Linked DNA regions of Mus musculus: region 1 is linked to region 2. The links are chromatin contacts, called in public HiCAR-type maps. All regions are on one chromosome and are shown on one strand. The core of a region is the stretch at or near the end of the contact, and the rest is flanking DNA. Distances in the headings are between cores, read along the strand shown.

Evidence for each region. HiCAR-type assays count read pairs that join an accessible place to other places.
Region 1: a HiCAR-type map of astrocytes shows a contact between it and region 2, with 5 times the contacts expected there. The contact joins two enhancer-like sites. A contact is called at or near these places in 5 of 484 Hi-C or Micro-C datasets (8-cell embryo, Sertoli cells, embryonic stem cells and 1 more), 2 of 115 datasets of contacts at active chromatin or transcription factors (astrocytes and embryonic stem cells) and 1 of 9 other capture datasets (adipose tissue).

What each region holds. Positions count from the first base shown.
Region 1 is chr2:146,954,526-146,960,375 of GRCm38.p6, reverse strand. Kiz (kizuna centrosomal protein) reads right to left here. Exons shown (of 14, transcript NM_001033298.4): 12 at 4,080-4,176. Among named protein-coding and RNA genes, the nearest start is that of Xrn2, 56 kb to the left of the region's middle. Within about 2 kb of position 1,250, at least 66 of the 459 cell types and tissues checked have an H3K27ac peak or open chromatin away from gene starts, as enhancers often do. A contact at or near this core is called in astrocytes, where this site is marked.
Region 2 is chr2:146,882,379-146,887,888 of GRCm38.p6, reverse strand. All of the region lies in intron 4 of Kiz (kizuna centrosomal protein), which reads right to left. It also overlaps the pseudogene Gm19167 and the pseudogene Gm19105. Among named protein-coding and RNA genes, the nearest start is that of Kiz, 29 kb to the right of the region's middle. Within about 2 kb of position 3,283, at least 18 of the 459 cell types and tissues checked have an H3K27ac peak or open chromatin away from gene starts, as enhancers often do. A contact at or near this core is called in astrocytes, where this site is marked.

The sequences.
Region 1 (5,850 bases), core at 1-2,500, 75 kb before region 2:
ACACACACACACAGACACACACACACAGAGACACACACACACACACAGACACACACACACACACACAGACACACACACACACAGACACACACACACAGACACACACACACACAGACACACACACACACACACACTCACACACAGACACACACACACACACACACAGACGCACACACACACAGACACACACACAGACACACACACAGACACACACACACACACACAGACACACACACACACAGACACACACACACACAGACACACACACACACACAGACACACACACACACCGACACACACACACACCGACACACACACACACACACACATGAAAAGAGAGGCAAGTCCACCTATGAGAAGATGTATTATCTTGGCTGTGAACCACAAAAATTTCTGTGGATTTGTAATCAGTATTAAAATTTTTCAAATAGCATCTTTGGCTGGATTTTCTTTCCTTCAAAAATAGACATTTTTTTCTGGGAAAAATGTAGGAGAAAAAGTAATCCAGAAAGAAACGAAAGTATAAATAATAACCATACCAACAAATCTCCACAAATACCAATCTTAAATTTTAAAGGTCGCCAAAGTCCGAGGCTGTTTAAATTGACAAAGTCTGAGCGCCCCCTGATGGCCAGTTGGAGCTCCTACAGCACGTGCTGTAATTTTTGCTGTCCTTGGGCCAGCTAGTTTACTTCTTCCCGTCAAATAAAGTGACTTTTCTTAACTGTAAGGTCAATGCAGATTTCCTAAGCTGGAGATGGAGATGTGCACTTTATAAAGGTACATGAAGGACTGCCAGAAAATTTTCGTTTTTACTTCAATGGACAATTAGTATCTAAGTATCTTTATACCGCTCCAGGGAAAATAAATGACCAGACAAGAAAGAAAAGCTGCGGCCACCAACTGATTATCAGCTGCACGCTGGCGCCCTCCGCTGGCCGATCCCATGGCTGCAGGGCTGGCAAGAAATGCCACCCACGGTGGCCCTGTTAAGGGGTGCGGGTGGTCCGGTGACTTTTAGTACCTTTCCCCTAGGCAATTATGCTGCAAGCACACACTCTTTTCTTTCAGCAAAAATCTTATCTTGATTCAACCAGAAGGCCGGAGTTACAAGGGAACCCGTAAGCTGAACTTACAAGGGAGCTGTGAGGATACACTCTCCATTGAATAAATGGATCCTGGAGAGTGAAGCCGCTTCCTGGGGAAGGTAAAGAGAGACAATGTTTGCAGAGGAGAGGAAGCTCTGGCATGCACCCCGGAACAAAAGGGAACAAGTGGTCTTTACTCGGAGAACAGCTTCCTATTAGGACTCACTCCTTCGTACATCATGCCTTTCATCCCCACTCAACCACAAAATGATTTTACTGAAGCAAATACAATGGTAGAAAAAGATTTACACTGAAAGAATCTTTAATAATAAACTGTTGCCGATCGGCCTACTTGCCCGTGATTTATAATACAATAAACATCGGATTCTATTACGGCTCACACACTGAAGCCTCTGCTCTGCAAAACGGAATCTAAAAGCGCGGGGACGCCGCCACCGTCACAATGAAATGAGCATGTATAAATGTGCTAAGAGTATCTCTTTGCATCTTTTATAGCTTGTGTGTATTAATCTGTAACGCTTATTAAGAAAGTCATTGCTATGCAAAGCAGCACCCAATCCCTTTCTCTGGCTTTTCAACAGAGTGCACTGTTTAGCCAATAGGAGGGACCCTCTGGCCCTCATTCTGCATTCATCACAGGCAACATTTACACAATGTATCTCTCAAAGGCGGCTGAAAAGAAGGCCTTAATACTCATGTAAACAACTGCAAACCAATTACTTAATGAATCAGGCCCACACATAATGAGGTGCAGACAAAGAGCTATAAATGCATTTTTGCGCCCAAGCCCCTGCTTTAAAGTAAAATCCCTCAGCTGTAGTTTGGGCTTAACTAGCACATCATAATTATTGTCTCTAGGACATCAGAGGAAGCCATTTTTTTTAAAGGTCCAACAGGGTCTTTTTTTTTTTTTTTTTTTTTTTTGAGATTGCTCATCAGCTCACTGACAAAACAGAGCAAAGAAGAATTTTTAAAAGTGCTACAGCAGCGTAGCACTGTTATGTTTATTCTCAAGTACTGGGTTTCGAGACCACTTGTAAAAGCAATAAAGCACAAGGAGTGACTGCAGTAAGTGGGATCCTTAAATGTAAGCCTCTAAGAAATTTCAGCAAAGCCAGGCACAAACAGCAAAACCTGAGCTCTCCAAAGCCCAGGGTGGGGTATTAACAATAAGAGACCCAGCACAAGAACCAAACTGTGCAGAACAGCACACCAAGCCACACTCACCGTTCAAAGCCTTTCATGCTAGATTACTATCAAGTGTCCAGAACTGAGGGTTCCTGGAAGACCTTTTAGTGGGTTTCTTTTTCTTAAAGGGGCCTGATGAGATTACTTATGATTTATTTGAAAATTAATTTCATACAGAAATATAATAACAAGAGGCTCCATACTTTAATTTGTAGAAAAACAATTTCTATTTTTCCTCTGTCGAACTGGGGCCAGGTATAAATGACCAGGCTGAGAAAGTGTCCTATCTGATCCTATTATTTTCTAAGTGTGTTTAAGAACTTCTCAAAGGACCTACATAAAGAACTTGTCTTAATGCTAGGCACTAGTGGTGCTTGCCTTTAATACGGATCTCTGTGAATTTGAGGCCAGCCTGGTCTACAGACTGAGTTCCAGGACAGTCAGGGCTATACAGAGAAACCCTGTCTCAGTGTGTGGGATGGGGACTTGTTTTAATGTTTTTAAAACATAATGGGGACAAATACTTCTGACAGTCTTAAAAACTAAAGGGATACATTTTTTAAGCCAAATGGTAACATTAAAACTGGAAACTATCTGTAGAATTTACTGACCTTTAAAAATCCTCTTAAAAGACACACAACTTGAATTTATTGTATAACCCACCGATATAGTATTCAACACTCTCCCAAACCCAGTAAGTTCCTACTTTCTCAAAAATACAAACAAAAACCTGGTATTAAAGGTAATTTCTTATAAACAAGAACGCATTTTGGATACTCATCAAGTTTTGAGAAACTTAACCCATCCAAGTAGCCCAGGTCCTAAAATACTGCCATGCTTCTGTAAAATACAAATGAACAGATTTTTTTCCCCCATTTTCATTTCCTTTTAATATGACATTTCTGGATTAGATCATTTTGTTATTTGGACATTACACAAGGCAGAAGCGATGTAAAGGTCATGTTTTAACATTTTAGCAGGGTCAAGTAGTAAATTCAAAGGTATGCAGTCATCTAAAGGACACTTTTTTTAACGAGCAATGCTACTGCAAAGGAGACCTGCCAGGCTGTTTGAAATAGTATTTAGTCCAAAGTAAAAGAGTAGGCGCTGCATCAGGCAATTGTTTAGCTTCACATTATGAATGTTTCCTAAGTGACTTGAAGTCACCGCATGATCACTATCGATGCTGATGGCAAATTCAGCACAGAACTTATTATAGCTCACAAAACTTGCAAAAAGTGTTACATTTTAGCAAGTGTGAAAAGATACATTCTGTCCTTTAAGGGGAGTAAGCAAGGACACATAAGAAAGGAGTGAGTAATGTGGCTGGAAGACTTGCTTAAAAAAAAAATCCATACATAAAAAATAATACAGAGCAATTGCCAGTCGGTCGTCTATCAATTGTCTCAGAAAGAAGAAACATGCCACTTTATTTCTCTTAAGGCCTGATGTCTTCTCCCTGCCCTTTTCCTGACAGCCTCCTTTGTGTGGTCTCTAAGCAGTCCTACTGCGAGCAGCTGTAGACGCTAATTTGTGGTTCACTGAGGTGTCAATTGAGTCTTAAACCGAGGAAACAACAGCTGCAAAACAATACTTGGCTCTGGGGCAAATATTTTCAAAGGTAGACTAAAGTTTCGGCTGTTATTTTATATAAACAAAAAACCCAAACCATAACCCTCCATCAAGTCACACACAAAATAACACACAGCCAGGGCTGAACTCATTGCGTAGTGACATTTCTCATCTTGTTACTGCTATTCAGAAAGGGTTTCACGACTTTACCTTGACAAAGGACTTCCTTCACTAGATGAAAAACTAGCTTCCGAGGCGATTTTGTGGGCTGTCTTTGTTGTGAACATGCTGCCACCAATATCCAGACCTGTGACAACCACAGCCAAGGGGAGTGAGAGTTAGCCACCACAGTCTGAGACACATGCACACACAGTCTCCCAGAAATTCTGGAAACTCAAGAGGAAGATCCTGTTCATGCCACAGAAGGTGTTGGGGCTTCTAGGCCCAGAGACAAACTACTCATAGAACACTGAAAAGAAACGGGGAATTTTCTTTTTCTTTTTTTCTTTTTTTTGCTGCAAACTGCAAGAGGATTTTTATTCAAGAGTGCTCTCGGGCCCACGGTCATACACCACGCAGGGGTAGAGGACTGTGGCGCGGGAATTTTCTTTATAACACTAAAAATAAATGAAATGAAATGGAAAACAAAGCTATAACCACCCACAGCGCTCAGCTTTATTTCTCACTTTAACCACTCTGTCCCTTGCTGTAGTCTGGGACTGAACCTGAGACCTCCTCAAATGTGCTAGGCAAGCACATGACCCACAGCTAAGTCCTCAGCAAGCTTTGCTTTAAACGGCCAGGATGTGCAAATAAGAGCAAGGTTGATCAATTCACTTTGTTAGGACACAGGCAGGGATGGATGGCTCACCAAGACAACAGGTACAGGGAACCAGGTCTCAGACATAAACTGACACTCTGGGATGACAGGCTTCTACACTATCTACTCTTAAGCCCTTTGCTAGATCCTGTTTTTTATCCCACCAAGAATAAATTTGCACTAAAAGCTACCAAGGCCACTCTCGGCCTGTGTTGAGGATGTGGATACACAACACACTCTTTTCCCTGGGGACGAAGGCTGGACAGTGCCCACTGTCCTCAGCCTTAGATATTTCTGAGACGCTTGTCTTTAATGAGCAGTCACCCCAGATCCCAGAGACTACACAGGCAGCTTTGCCACAGGCTTGCTGAGTTGCTCACCTGTGAATGGTTTGCCTGCATATAATCTCTGTCAGCGCCATGCCCACGCTCAACTCAAACAGAGTCTCCACACTTGTATACGACAGGACTTTGGGTTATGAAAAGTGGGGCTCAGAACTTAAGTGGGTTTTCTCAGTAACAGCTCTGGAGACAGAGGCCTAAAACATATAACTCAGAAAGTAACCGAGATAGGAGTGCTCCTTTCCGAGTGAGAGGTGAGGCTGAGATCCCCACCCTCTGGTTTTTAGAGGGAGGTGGGGTGGCAAGTTTCCCTTCACCCTGTCAGATAGTCATCTGCTCTCTGCAGCTCAGGGGACTACAGGGCAGTGGAAGGCAGGGGAGAGTGAATGCAGGGCACTGTCAACGCTAAGAGCAGCCAACAGCACCAGAAGCTCCTGTCAATACTACACCAGACTTCTGGGACCCTTTAAGGTATCATCATGAGATAGACCGAGGAAACTGAACCTGCCTGTGCTCAGCCAGACCACCTGTCAAGTGCCATTTCATGTATGAAAAGTTTAACAGAATAGGATCAAAATACATTGTATTAGTATATGAACTGCTCAAAGGATAAATATTATTTGAAATAAGCTATTAATATATTTAATAGTAGCATAATTTTTATAGATAACCAAGAGATGACAATTTATGCCAAATACTTGTCTTTTGTACCTGCCAATTAGGTATCAAAATACACTTGCCATCTTGCACACAACTTTAATCTTAGCACTTGGGAGGCAGAGGCAGGTGGATCTCTGAATTCAAGGCCAGCCTGGTCTAC
Region 2 (5,510 bases), core at 2,034-4,533:
CTGGGGAGCATTTATTTAAGAGAACCAGTTAGACCTTGAAAACACAGTAAGCTTCTGGGTTCTCAGGTGCTGGCCAACTTGACCACTGTGCTCACAGAGAAAACCCAGCCAAGCAGCCATTGGAAAAAAAAAAAAAATGGAGGCAGAATTCTTTCGAGGCCCCATTTCCTGACAACAGTCATCATTTGGCTATCTGGTAGTTCCTTGGGGAACTCCATGCAAAAGACTGTTTTGACTTGAACCAGCTTTGAACTAACCCAGTGCAAATAGCTTTGATCCCAAGCCAAGTTTGTTGAAAATAATCAGAACCAGTTTTTTAATGTGAAAGCTGCCCAAGGCAGTACCATACAAAGTACGGCCTACTGGGTTGAAGAACTCCAGAAGGTTCTAGTATACTCGTGAGACTCTATCTAGATGACCACCCACATGCCCCAGCTATAGGAAATGGTCAAGAAAAAAAGTTTCCATGAAGTAACTGCCTGAGCTCTCACCTCTAGCTCACTCTGAGGCTCTAAGCAAGAAGTAAAGGCCAAGGTGGAGCTATGAACTGCTCAGCGGAGTGTGGGTATGTGCAATGTATATCTAGAAACTCTTAGCAAAGGTGACGACAATTCTAGTCTCAGGCACCAAAGAAAGCTAATGGTTATTAAGTAAATTTAACAGAAACCTCATTGACCACATATGGAAAACAACACATGCCAGGCAGTGGTGGTGCACACCTTTAATCCCAGAACTTGGGGGCAGAGACAGGCAGATTTCTGAGTTCAACACCAGCCTGGTCTACAAAGTGAGTTCCAGGACAGCCAGGGCTATACAGAGAAACCCTGTCTCAAAAAACCCAAAAACAAACAAACAAACTAAAAACAAAACAAAAAACACCAAACAAAGCAAAACAAAATAAAACACACACACACATTCCACATATCTAGGTCACAAAACAAATGGCAATTAACAACAGATACTGAGAGGGTAGAACTTTCACAATTGCCACATTTAATTACTTGAAAACAAAATGGAAAAAAAAAACCACACTGTCTATTGCAGTAGGCATTTCTGATCAGTAGAAACTATCTCTGAGAAAGTCCAAGTGTTAAACTTACTAGATAAAGATATTAAATTATCTATAACTAGCTAAATAAGCCTAAACAGTTAAAGGAAACCATGTCCATAGAATTAAAAGTATCCTAGCATCCAGAGGCTGACTCTAGAGGCACACAGATGAATGAATGACCTTGAAGCCAATAGATATGCTTACTGAGACCAACCTCAAAAGGGGGATGAACAAGGGAGAGGGGGAGACAGAGACAGAGACAGAGACAGAGACAGAAAGGGATTTTAAATATGAGAATGCAATGTTCTCAAATAGAAAACATTATAAAGATGTATGAATTATAGGCTGAAGCCAGGTATACTTGCAATCCCAGAAGTGAGGAGGTAGAGGAAGGAGGATAAGGAGTTCAAGGCCAGCCTAGCCACACAGAGATACATGAGATACGAAGTCAGACTGAGGTACATGAGATACGATCTCAAAAGAATTTGAAAATATTTTAGGGCTAGCATGTGGATGGTAGGACATGCCTTTATCCTGGCACTCTGGCAGAGACAGGCAGATCCCTGGTTTCAAGGACAGCCTCATGGAATTCAAGGAGAATTCCAGGCCAGCCCAACCTACATAGTGAGACACTGTCTACACAGTGAGGTACTGTCTCAAAACAAATTATAGGGCTAGAGATGTAGCTCACTTGCTAAGTGAGCAAAAGTGAGTAAAACTGAGGTTTAAAACACAGCGCAAGAGACATAGATCATTTAAACCATCATTGAAATGAAGACTCGGGGCTCGGCAGCAGACCTAACAGAATTAGCAATGCTGAAACAGGTAGACTGAAATTGTGTCATTTGAGACAAAAAAGAATGAAGAAAGCTTTCAGCCTCAGAACACCATTTACAATATCAAATACATTAAAGCCTAGATGAAAAGAAAGGCTATGGGGGAAGAAGGCAGCAATAATCTTTACAACTTTGGAATAAGCACATTTCAAGGGTACCAGAAACTTAAATACAAATGAAAAGGTATTATTCTCTAAAAACCCTAAGCATGACTCATATATGAATCTTATAAAAATATCTATTTTTCAGTCATGGTTTGAATCTGAAACACAATTCCATACTAATGATACTAACATAAGATGATAGTTACCAAATCAGGTTAGTTCACCAAAAACCAATGTAACGTTTTTATTGAAAGAAGATTTTCTGAATCAGAATTAGTATTTGACTACAAATACAAACTGTACTAACACCTGGACTGTCTTCTCACTCCCATATAACTTACGGCTTCAGCCACCAGATGCTGAAATCTCAATAGGTTTTGGGTTAAATAGTCACAACCAGTACAGAGATAGTCAAAGGGGACTGGGAATCGTTCTTTGCTGGTCATGAAAGGTTACAGTTATTGGTGATCCTTTTATAGTTTAAGGGGAACCATAACATCTGAAAACTAGAAGATACCAGATGAGGACAGAACAAGTGACTGCACTGGAACACGGCCCTAGACTTCAGGAGGGGTGCAGCAGCCAAACCACTCTCTACTCTCCTTCCTCACAAGAACAAACAGTTGTTTTCCTCAAAAGTCTGGTCAGTGCTTGTCTTTTACTGTAGAAAACAGTCAGCCCCCATAATGGGAGCATCACAGTTTTTCAGAATACATGCTATATGCACGCACTCAGCATCGCTGACGGGTTTGCCTCTTTGTCTTTCTGTCTCTGAGTGGAGAGGTGTGGAGGCTTTTGGATATTTTCTTTTACAATGGACACAATCTGTTTAAAAACAATCCCATTATCTTTATCATCATTTGTTTCAGCCACTTCTGATTTGTCTTTCTAAAAATGGCATACAAACTGGCTAGGCCCTGGCTGGTATGGGGCTTCACAGAAGGGTCAGGAGCGCCCCGTGAAGCCCTTTTCTCTTTTTCCTTCTAGAAGCCTGAAACCTCCTCTTTCATATAAGGTAAAGCGGATGGGGAACGCTATAATGAATTCTTTCTTCAGCTAATCTCTTCCGGAGTAACTTTTGTTTCCTTTTAAATCACTCTTCTATTTTTGGCCCACATTTCCAATTCTGATTATCCCGTTTCACTGCTGGATATGATGGCGAAGGAAATGGCACATTCTACTCTTTTAAAAGCTCTACATGTACTTTTTCTGTTGGCATAAAACAACACAGCTGAAGTCTTTCACCAAAACGGTAGTTGTTCATTGTTTCCACAACCATCTTGGCAACATCGTCAGACTCCCACCCCACAAAGGAAGAGCTACAGCTATTTCCAAATCCTTTTACTTTTGGTCAGTCTGAGTCTTGTAGTAGTGCCAAACTGGGAGAAATATGCACGGATCTAGCTTTAAAAAAGTGCTGGAGGGAGGTGCTCCAGCTTGCTTAGGAAATGGGGGAGTCACGTGCATATGTGTCCATGTTTGTGCATATGTATGTATGCACAAGGAGGCCGGAGATTGATGTCAGATGTCTTCCTCAATTTTTTTCTTTTTCTTTTTTTGAGACAAAGTCTGTCTGAACCTGGGGCTGTCTGACCAGTAAATTCCAGGGATCTCCATTGTCTCTGTTCACTAGGCTGGGATCGCACATGTATAGCACAGTGCGGGCTTTTTTACATTAGATGCTAGGGATCTGAACAGCCAAGTATTCTGACTGAGCCATCTCTGCAGCCCCTGTAATGTTTTTCTTGAGATTTCTGCTTTGTTGAATGTTGGCAAATCTGTTTCATCTCCCTCTGAAACTGAGTCAGTCTTCTGTGCAGACTCAGGAAAAGACTTGGCTTAGCTTGGCCAGGAAACCCCATCATTCTGAAGGTGGTTAAGCAGCACGGTTTCACACAAGGCTTTCCAACAATAGAGTTCTGAAGAAATAAGAAGAAAACTTCCCAAATTAGATGAAAGACATGACCCTACATAACAGAGTTCAACACAGTAAAGAATAAACCAAAACATATCTATACTCATTAGCTTCCAAAGGAAAACTAAATCCAAAGCAAGGCTAAAGATAACAGCAAACTTGCCATTCAGAGAACAGAGCCACTCACAGTGAAGCAGCCAGCCAAACTGCAATTCTTTGAAAAGATCAACCAGTTAAAAACCTTTTGAATGCTCTCGTCAAGAGAAAAGAGCAATGACTCAATTCACTACAATCAGAAATGTAAGTGGATAGGTAATTTGCTACTAATCTTTCATTAAAAAATCTAGGAGAAATCCAGGAGTAAGTTTATACTAATAAACAGAAACACTGCCTCAAATTCAATAAATTCTTAGAAAGGTATTACCAAAAAGAAGCACAGAATCTGAACAGACTTATAGGTCAAGTGATTCACTCAGTGATCGTAATTTCTCACCAAGACAAGTCTGGGAACAGTGGATTTTACCACGTGTTTAAAGGAGGATTTATGCCAGTCATTTCCAAGATTTTGTAAAAACAGGCAAGGAAGAAATATTCACTCTCTGAAACTGATTCTTCACACTAAAACGAGGCAAGGACTCACAAGAAACTAAAGATCACTACCATGCTTGTAGGTGAGAAATTCCCAGTGGAACAGAGCAAACGGAACACATTAAAAAAAAAAAAAAAAAAGAGTAGAGAGCTCAGAATATCAGATATCTTTCCCACAGTCATAGAGGCTGCAAAGAGCAAGATCAAAAGTAGTGGCAGATTTAGGGTCCAATAAGGCTTCTCTTTTTCTTTTCCTTTTTTTCTCTTTCTCTTTCTCTTCCTCTTTCTCTTTCTCTCTCTCTCTCCCTCTCTCTCTCTCTTTCTCTTCTCTTTCTTTCTCCTCTTTCTTTCTTTTCTTTTCTTTTCCTTTCTTTGTGGTTCTATTTTCACCCTTTATTTGGAAAACAGGGCAACATTAAGTTTTAGATTTTTTTAATGAATTAACATGGTAATAAAAGTATGACCTGAATTTGGAGAGTAAGTGGTTTTCCAGTTTGGGGATAGGAGATGCAAGATCATCTCCAAAGGAGAAGAGAACACATACTCAGTGGGCCACCAAGGGTTTGGCTTCCCCTCACTGAGGGCAAGCAGTGCAGTCCAGGCTAACCATCCATGATCTTTGTCACAGCAAATCAGACTCTCTAATTGTTCAAAGTAATGGTAGGTACAAGAGAGAAAGCAACGCCAGACTGACATATTAATTAATCTGGATGACTATGAAGTGTCCCCTATTTCTGAGGTGGCAGAAATCTTCAGAGTGACTGCTGGAGCAGGGAACCTTTCATGTGCTCCCAGTTGTTTTACAATGCACAGGGACTGGTGAGTGTCAGTCCTGCCAGGTGGCTGCGTGCTATTCCTCGGAGACCACCTGGCCATTTATACAACATTCCTGTCATGGTTCCAGCTGCTACTATGTTGAGGTCATCTTCTGCACCCCGTGTTTTCTCAATGATAGCACCCAAAACACTACAGAGCAAAGCCAGGGAACCCAGAGTATTAGCCCACAGTGTCCCCTG